Linked DNA regions of Sus scrofa: regions 1 and 3 are each linked to region 2. The links are chromatin contacts, called in public HiChIP or PLAC-seq maps. All regions are on one chromosome and are shown on one strand. The core of a region is the stretch at or near the end of the contact, and the rest is flanking DNA. Distances in the headings are between cores, read along the strand shown.

Region 1 (2,794 bases), core at 62-2,561, 350 kb before region 2:
TTCTTCCATATTAAGTTTTTCATACCTATGAGACATCCAGGACACCATAAATCATCAGGAGGGTGGTTGGGTAGAGAGGCTGGGGCTGGAGATAAAATTGGCTACTTAAAATCATGAGAATGAAAATGATGTACATTTAAGATCTGTGTGTTTGTAAATTAATGCTTGATTTTTAAAATTATTAAAAAATTATACGAAAAATGACAGCTTGAAGAGTATGTAAATAGAAGGGAATCAGGGCAGACGAGGGGGCTGAGGACAAGGCTGGGGACCCTCAACATTTAAAGCTGAGTGAAGGAGTTGTCCTTAAAGACTGGTAAGGAAGGGCTGAGGGAGGCTGGTGTTAAGGAAGAAAACCAGAAGCCAGAAGAGAATGATCAAGACCAAGGGAAGTCAAAGAGATCTGCTGGTGGGGGAGTATAAATTACAGGGGACCTTTACTAGGGCAGTTTCAGTGCAATGGTGGGACCAAAGCCAGGTCAAATGAGCTGAAGAACCACAGGGGCTGCAGATACAGACAGTTCTCCGGAGAACTTTTGCTATGAAGAGAAGTGGAAAAGTGCATCATAGCTGAGGGCCAATGAGAGATGAAGGCAAAAGGTGTGGGGGTGTAAAATGGGGAAGGGGGGCACAAAGCATGTTCTTACACCATTGTGAATGATCCAGGGGGAAAGCAGCCACTTTTAACACTGGAGAGAGGGAAAGTAACTGAAGAACCAGGGACAGGGAGGTGACCACCATGGAACCCTAGTGGAAGCATGAGCCTGTGGCAGGAACTGGGACGCTTAGACCACCCCCCCCCGCCGCCGCCCCCACAGCAAGATGAAAGGGGAGGGGAGCAAAGATGCAAAAATGGGGGGCCTTCACTGCACACACTTTCAGATACAGGGCCTAGCCATCCCTCCATTTCTGACCATTTCAATGACCCCTCCAGACACCTGCCGGGTGCTGCTTGCTCCAAACTAGAAGTTACCCAGCCCCTCTGTGGACTGGCACGAGATGTGCCGTCACCAGCAGGCTCTGCAACCAACCTGTAAGCACATCTCACCACAGGTGTCAGCCAGGTGCTTATCTCATCAGGCCATGCCCCTCCCTGGTGCAAGCTCCGAGGGGGTCGCCAGGCCCCTCACCGGCTCAACCAGAGCCCCAGCCCCCTCCCGGGGCAGTGGCTACTCTGAACCCTTCCCCCAAATTGAGCACTCAACACACCCTACCCTTTCCGAGCCCAGGTCTTGCCAACCCCAGCGCAGCCCGTGAGCCCCTAGTTGGCCCTTCGGGGACAGCTGCTCCCCACCCTGCCCGGGGGACCCCATGTCCCCCAGCGCCTTCTCTTCCCTCCCCAGGGACCTCCTGAGACGTCGCGGGGCGTCCGCGCCCGGCTTTGTCTGCGCCCAGGAAACGCGCCCGCCGGGCGCCCCGGGTGCTCCCTCAGCACTCAGCCCCCGGGTCCCGCCTGCCCACCCCCACGCAACCCCCGCCCCGGTACCACAGCCACCCGGCTCCACAGCCACCCGGCTCCACCACCGCTGCCCCCGACGCGAGGAGGAGGCGCGGCACCCACCGCCCTCTCCGCCTCCGGGGACGTTGGGCACCCTCGCCCTCCCACCCGAGAGCCGCGCTGGCTGCCGGAGCCCCGGGCCGGCCAAGCCTCGGGACCGCTTCGGGCCCCTCACCCTCCCGCGGCGGCCGCAGCCGCAGCCCCAGCCTGCGCCCCAGCGGGGCCGGCAGCCGGGGGTCGGGGAGCGGGCGCGCGGTACCTTTCCCTGCTGAGCCGGGGAAGTGAATTTGCGGCGAGCCGCACTCCAGCCTCGGCCTCCTCCGCCTCCCCTTCTCCTCAGCCGCCTGGCTTCCTCCTCCAGCCACCGCTGGGACCTTAGGGGCCCGAGCCAGCAGCCGCGGCCTGTGTGGGGCCCCGCTCCGCCTCGCGTCCCCAGCCCACCCCGCCCAGTCCGCTCAGGCCCGGCCTCCGCTCCGCCTCGGGGCGGGGCCGCGCCGGACTCCTCCCCCCGGCCCGGCCCGCCGGGGGCGGGGAGGCTGGAGGCCGTCTTTGCGGAGAACGCCACTGTCCCTGTCTCCGGACTCGGACCCAGCGCTCCCCGCCTCCGGACTCGGACCCAGCGCTCCCCGCCTGGGCCCACGGCCCCCGCCTCAAGCTGGCCGCCGAACGTCTCCACCTGTCCACCCCCAATAAGCAGCCAGCGCAGTCCTGCCCGCCCTGAGCTTGGGCTTAACGTGGAGCCGAAGCTGCCTGCCAGGCCCCGGGGTGGAGCTAGGACACAGGCATCACTTTACCCGCAGAGCTCGGAACCCTCCTCTAAAGCTGCCTTCACTCTCGCAAACCCTACATTGGATCTCAGTTGGGGTCAGAGGGCTCTTTCCCCTGGGGGTCACCTCCAATCTCATTTTCTCCCAACACTGCTGCCGCACCCCACCACAGTCACCCCCTCCCATACCTCCTCAATCTCAAAACTTCAACTCGCTTGAACCTGTCCCTTCTCAGCCCATAGCTTTGAGCAGAGGTGGCTTCTGGAAGAAAACTTCTTTCCCTGGTACTACTACCCACCGCCTCCTCAATTTTAATAAAAACCAAAGCAACTGTAAGTGTGAGGGTCATTTGTTTAAAAAAAAAAGAAGAAGAAGAAGAAGAAGGAGTTCTTGTCTTGGCTCAGTGGAAATGAATCTGACTAGCATCCATGAGGACCCAGGTTCAATCCTTGGCCTTGCTTAGTAGGTTAAGGATCTAGTGTTGCTGTGAGCTGTGGTATAGTTTGCAGATGTGACTTGGATCCCACGT
Region 2 (3,046 bases), core at 385-2,884:
AAAAAAAAAGAAAGAAGAGAATGCTTACCAGGGATGGATTTAAGAAGTTAGTTAGAAAGACATAAAAGGAAAGGCTTAATCTAGTTTGAAGGGAGGGTGAGTTCTGTCTAGGAGAGGTGAGTAGGAAGGGCATTCAGGTGAGAAGGTAACATAAGGAGGGGATTCAAATGTCTGCCTAGACCTAGATTGTAAAATAAATGTGAGAAAATAGGGACTGGTAAGGACTATGGCAAATTGATGGTCTTTGGGGCCAGGCTGGAATTGAGTCCAAGTTGTTAGTTCTGATATTTCAAAAGAGGAGGAAGAAGAGGAGGAGGAAAAATTAGAATTTTTAAAAGTCCCATGTGGGCTAAACAAAACATGTCTGTAGCCTACTTTGGGCGGTACTGTCTGCCAACTTTAGACCTTGAAGTTGGGTAGTGAGAAAGCATTTGGCAAGAGTGGATGAGAGTGTAAATTCTCCCAAAGACCGCGCTGGAGGGCAGCATCTCAAACATCAGAGCATCACCCAAAATGATGCTAAAAAGTTTAAGGGTCTTCTGGAAACAGTCCCAGAGCACGGAGCATTTTAGAGCAGGGGAGGACTGATGGAAACAATAGCTCAGGAAGATTAATGTGCCAACGGTGTTGACCAGAGACCAGAAGATAGGTTAGTGGCGACAGGGATCCAGCGGAGGGTAGGAGCCTTGAGGGCTCCGCAAAGGCACAGACCCCGGTCTTTCTGAAAGGAATCTAATCTAACCCGTATCATCTTTTGCCTAGTTATGTTGGAAGGGGGGGTCCGTTCCCCGCAGGCACTTTATGGACCCCGTTCCAGGCAGCGAAATGGGGGGAGTGTTGTTCAATTACGGGCAGGTGGGGCAGCGGCTAGAACCCCTAAATGTCCGAGGGCCACGTTTTCGCTCCAGGCTCTGTGCAGGCGCCCACATCCCACCCATCCCGCGGCGCTGACCTAGGCGCATCCCTTTGCCATGGCGACCGCCTCCATGGAGACCAGGAGGCTGCGGTCCTCCGGGACGCCTGCACAGGTTCTCCCAACCCCCACCCCGCGTGCCTTCTTTGTTCTGATGCTTATCCAGGCTGACAGGGCTCCCAGGACGCATCTCAGGTCCTCGCGGGTGCGCTTCCTCCGAGGCAGGGGGATGGGACGGAAGAAACCAGTGTATTGCAGAGCGGGAAGGATGAAGGGTTCCTCCGCTCCGGGACAGACCTTGCGATGTCCGTAATCGACTGCTATTGCAGGCTCGGAAGCCTAGAAAGAAAGGCATCTTCAAGTGCCTGACCTGGCTCTGAGTCCCGCGTTACGGCCGCTTAAAGGAGCCGAGCCTAGAGAAAGCCCCTTCCAAGTTGGGCGGAGACGGGAACTGCAAACTCCGAGGCTGAAAGTGAACGTGGGCAGGGCCTATTCAAGGCGCTTCTTCCTTAACCAGTCCCTGCGGCATCTTGGCCTCTAGCCAAAGCGGGCGGCCCAGCTAACTTCATCGCGAGAAGTCGCCGGGCCCTTGGGCATGGGTTTGTACAGCGCAGCCGCAGGGCCTTCTGCAGGTGACGCAGAGGCGCATCGCCAGTTGGCGGTTCTCTGGCGCCCGCTTATTGGTTCGAAGCGCCCTCGCCCCACCCCCAAGGTCGACCAATGGGAGGAGGTGGGGGCGTGCCCTTGAGGAGGGCGGCGGCGGCGCGGGGCTCTCTCCTCGTGTTAGGCGTTGAGCCCCCGCTGCCGCCGCGACCGCCACCGGTGCCGCCTTTGCCGTTGCCTCTGCTGCCTCTGCCCCCGCGGTCGCCCCTGCCCGGCCTGGTCCGGCGTCGGGGTGATCCCTGCAGGGTGAGACTGCTCCTCCTTTCGACACCTTCCGGTTCTGCCCCGCTCCTGGAGATCCCCTCCCAGCGAGCCGCTGTTCTAGGTAGTCTGTGCCTGAGAACTCATCGGGCTGGGGCGGGAGGTCTCCGTTGTCGGGGCCCGGCCAGGGAGGGCTCCTTGACACATGATCTGGGGGGATGTCAGGCTCCAGGGCCGCAGGTGACTGTTAGCTGCTAAAGCTGAAGTGCTTTCCGTGGGGCGCTGTTGGGGGCACGTGTGATACAGTGGGGGCGGGAGCCTAATGGGGTCAGCGCCGTCATTCCCCCCCTCATTGTCACCGCCTCGCTGTGTGACCTTGGACGAGTAGCCTCTCTGAACCTCTCGTGGCCCTGCACCTTCAGGGAAGAGGACGGTGATGTCCAGGAGTACAAGCTCCCGAGACTACTGCGTCAGCAGAGGTGAGGGTGGGGACGGCACAGGATTATCTCTGAGGGACAGAGCTGCCGCCTCACAGCCCCAGAGTGTGATGGGGGGCGGGGGGTGTTCAGACGCATCTCTCCACTTAGAAGAGGAGGATGAGGTAGGGATGGGGGCACCACACCCACGGGGATGGAGGCAGGAGAGGATACAGTTTCCTATCCCCAGGCCCCTCTGGTGCTTCTGGGAGCTTGGCCCCACCATCTCCCCGTTGTCACAAAGCAGGAGGGGTTCCTTTAGGTTCTGGACCAGTGTTCCTGTTCGTGAGCAAGGACCCTGGTAGACTGAGAAGGGAGGCCTTGGGTTGCTTTTCCTCCTGAATCTTGCCTTTGAGAAGTGTGGATAGAGGTTTCTCTGCCCAGGGAGCTGAAGAAAGTCAGGGACAGCTGTCACCCCCAGGACCTGGTCTGGCCTCTACCTCTTGGGTTTCAGGTGAGGCAGGCAGTCTAGAGGCTAGAGGGGTCTAAGTATCCTCTAGCTGGGGCCTTGAGGGATTGTGGGGAGGAAATGCTGGGAGGAGAGGGGAGGGGAGCACTTCTTGGGGAGACAGGAGGGTGTGAGATGGTGAGAGTCCCTTCCTCAGTTCACGTCTGCTCCACTTGTTTACTTGTCTTTGCAACTTTGGCCTGCTGGAGGGAGGAGGAAGTGGAACCACATCGAGACCGAGGCCTGTTTTTCAGCCCTCGTTCTAGGTATGTGGGCCACTGTGTGCCCAGTCCTACGTGAGGTTCTAGAGTCAGCAGGTTAGCGTGGTCTCAGCGGGTGCCCTTT
Region 3 (2,961 bases), core at 219-2,718, 340 kb after region 2:
CTCTAAAGATGAATATACCTAGACTGCTTGCACTTGCAAGGAATAGTCTCCCTTAACAAAGCCAGAGCTGATCTTATACTATGTTTTGGGAAGCCAGCGGTGATTTGGCAATAACTTCAGAAGCACAAGCGTCCAGAAGCTGACGGACTTCAGCTTTGCTAGTGTGGTCACCGGAGTAAAGCAGTTGAGGACCGGTTAACTTTCAGAAGCCTAGTCACTGGAGTGAGGCACTTGCTGATTGGTTGTTGCCTAGAAGCGTGGAGTTGTCAATGATTGGCTGACTTTCAGAAGCTCGGGGCTGTCATTGATATACGAACTTTCAGAAGCCCAGCTACCGGAGTGAAGCTGTTGTTGACTGGCTGATTTTCAGAAGCCGCTGGAGTGAGGCTGTCGTTGATTGGCTGGTTTGTAGATCCTGTGAATTGACGCGAAGTTATCTGTAAATAATGGTGGTTACTGGTTCACGCATTGGAACGTGGGCCAAAAAGGACTTTTCCTTTCTTGAATATGTAAAATAAGTACTTTTAATTTCTAGTTCCTTCTTTTGGTCTTCCCTCAGCTAAACTTGGAGACACTACAGCGACTGTCCAGATCTTTTACTAGCAGAGGCAATATTTTCATCTAGTGATTTAAGCGCCAATTACTGTGGCGGAAAAATAGCTCAAACATTTTTGTAACTGACTGTAAAAAGATGAATATAGGACATTTACGGCATTTGACAAAATATATGACGCAAGACAAAGTTGTTAAATACGTCTTGTATATACAGGACGTCTGGCAACTCTGTAAACTACACAGAAGACTAAGGCTCGGTGGGATTAGGTTTCTGCACAAGGCCCTGCAGTCGGAAACGGGTCGACTCAGAATCAGAAGAGAAAAGGGCAGGGATTTTCTGGGACCCCAACATCTGCGCAAGGCTGGGCGTGCACTACTAACATAAGGTCAGCTAGGAAATGGTTAGATGTTTGAAGGAGGGAGGGTGCGCAACTGACTAGCAGCGGGTGAGGAACAGCAGCAAGGAACCGGCCTGGGAGATCGCGGTACGCGAGCCAGTCACCGGGAAGGTGCTCAGGTCCCGTCGGTATTGGGGACCCCGCAGCGGCAGCAGAAGGCTTTGCTGAAGGCAGTACCAACAGAGAGGAGCAGGGCGGGGAGGAGCAGAGCTAGGCCCCGCCCCCGGGCGCGCCCGTGTGCGTGGCTGGGGGCGCTACTGAGAGTTCCACCCCAGGATGCCGGGCCAGAGAACTGAACAGAGCATCAGCGCTTTAGCTCTCACTCTGGGGACTCGCGCACCCAACGTCCGGCTCCGCCGCTTCGAAGCTTAAGAAGGACGTGGCCCTGCAGCTGCGCTACTGTCCCCAACCCTGAGCCATTCCCGACGCCCCCATCGGCGTTCCTTGCGCGCGCGTCCGGCTCCGCCCCCGCCCCCGCCCCCTACGTGCCCCCGCGCGCCGCGCCCCCCACCCACCCGGCACGCCCCGCCGCCCCGCCCGGTCGTAGCCGGCCTGGAGACGCCCCGCGGGCCTGAGCGACCCTCGCTGCGGCCAGCTCTTCCTCCACCGCCGCCCGTCGCCATGGACGTGTACCCCCCGCATCGGCTGGGGCTACCCCGCGCGCGGTCCCCCGGCGGCCCTGGGCGCGGGTCGCCATCCGTCAGGTATGCGGGGCCGAGGCCGCAGAGAGGCGGTGGGGGGGGGTGCCGGAGGTTGCGGGCTGTAGGGGTCTGGCGACGCCTCCCGCCGAAGGGCGTGGCCCGACATGGCTTCCTTGCGGGCGTTTTTTCCCCGAAACGGCTCCCTGAGTAGGGAACGTTTCCCAAGGAACTGCGCCCCATGCAGAGGCTCCCACAATGGCTCCTCTGTCGACAACCCCACAACGGCTCCCCTGTGAAGACCCCCTTGCAGTGACATCCCCACCCCCGTAGAACGTTCCTCACCCTCCTTCCCCGGAAAGATTCCGTTATCGAGAACCTCCACAGTGGCTTCTTGCCTGCCGCATGGGATTATATCCCCCAGACACGGCCATCTATGGAGACGTATCCTCACAATAGCTTCCCAGTATAGAACCCCTAAATGGGTTTCCCCCGAAACAGCTTACCTATCATGCTCCCCTACCGTAGGTCTCCTTTAGAGCCTTTTACCTTCACTGCGCCTTCCCTAGAGAGTTACCCACCTCCTGGCCCCTATGAACACCCACACGGACAGCATCTTCCCCATTGCGCGTTTCCCCCCAACTCGCCTGCGTCGCTACCCTCCCTCCCTCCACGTCGGGGAGCTCAGATTGGGGCGCAAGGGATAAAAATTAATTGGATGGATAGGGGAAAATGGCCAGAAGCCCCGAAAGCGGCGAGCTCCAGGGCACAGAGCCTCGAGGTAGAGCCCCCGGGTGCCTTGGTATGGGGGAGGTCCCCGCCCCTTTTTGATCTAGGAAAATTTGTTTCTGCTTTCTGCTCCCTGTGCCTTTGGGGCTGACCTTGATAGTCTGGGTATTGTTCGTGTTGGAGCTGATTTGGGGCCACCAGCAGAGTGTGGAGGGGTTTTGGCAGAGGCCGTTGAGAGGAAGGGAGGGAGAAGAAAGAAATGGACTCTGGTTCTGCTAAACTGTCATTAAACCAGAAGAGAGTTTGCTTTGTTTTGTTTGCTTTTTTTCTCTTCTAGCTACTTGGCAAAGCAAATATCCCTTGAGAGAAGATTGTCAACGGACATGTTAGAACGGTCTTTTCCCGTTTCCTTGTTACTTGGTATTGAAGACATCTTTAAGATTTTGCTCGCAAATCTTTTTTTGTTTGTTTGTTTGTTTTAACTCCACCAAACCCATGGAGAGTAAGAACTAAATCTTAGAATCCTGTCCCTCTCTTACTGACATTCCTTCTTCCACCCAGCAACTAAAACGTTTGTTGAATAAGTAAAGGATGGGGGAGGTGGGACTGGATATGCTTGATTGCATTTGGGAGTTTGCTAA

The links. HiChIP or PLAC-seq counts read pairs in DNA pulled down with a chosen protein or histone mark.
Region 1: a contact with region 2 is called in an H3K27ac HiChIP or PLAC-seq map of alveolar macrophages. The contact joins the promoter of LOC110257389 here to the promoter of C17H20orf27 in region 2. A contact is called at or near these places in 1 of 5 promoter capture datasets (fetal liver), 1 of 47 Hi-C or Micro-C datasets (embryonic fibroblasts) and 1 of 2 datasets of contacts at active chromatin or transcription factors (alveolar macrophages).
Region 3: a contact with region 2 is called in an H3K27ac HiChIP or PLAC-seq map of alveolar macrophages. The contact joins the promoter of C17H20orf194 here to the promoter of C17H20orf27 in region 2. A contact is called at or near these places in 1 of 47 Hi-C or Micro-C datasets (embryonic fibroblasts) and 2 of 2 datasets of contacts at active chromatin or transcription factors (alveolar macrophages and skeletal muscle).

The regions. Positions count from the first base shown.
Region 1 is chr17:31,590,035-31,592,828 of Sscrofa11.1, forward strand. LOC110257389 (basic proline-rich protein-like) reads left to right here and starts at 1,312. Exons shown (of 2, transcript XM_021077685.1): 1 at 1,312-1,753; 2 at 1,839-2,191. The coding sequence starts at 1,312. The coding sequence ends at 2,191. It also overlaps a transcript of SMOX not described here.
Region 2 is chr17:31,941,394-31,944,439 of Sscrofa11.1, forward strand. It overlaps C17H20orf27 (UPF0687 protein C20orf27 homolog), which reads left to right and starts at 1,635. Exons shown (of 6, transcript XM_021077382.1): 1 at 1,635-1,822.
Region 3 is chr17:32,283,279-32,286,239 of Sscrofa11.1, forward strand. It overlaps C17H20orf194, which reads left to right and starts at 1,469. Exons shown (of 37, transcript XM_021078124.1): 1 at 1,469-1,657. The coding sequence starts at 1,575.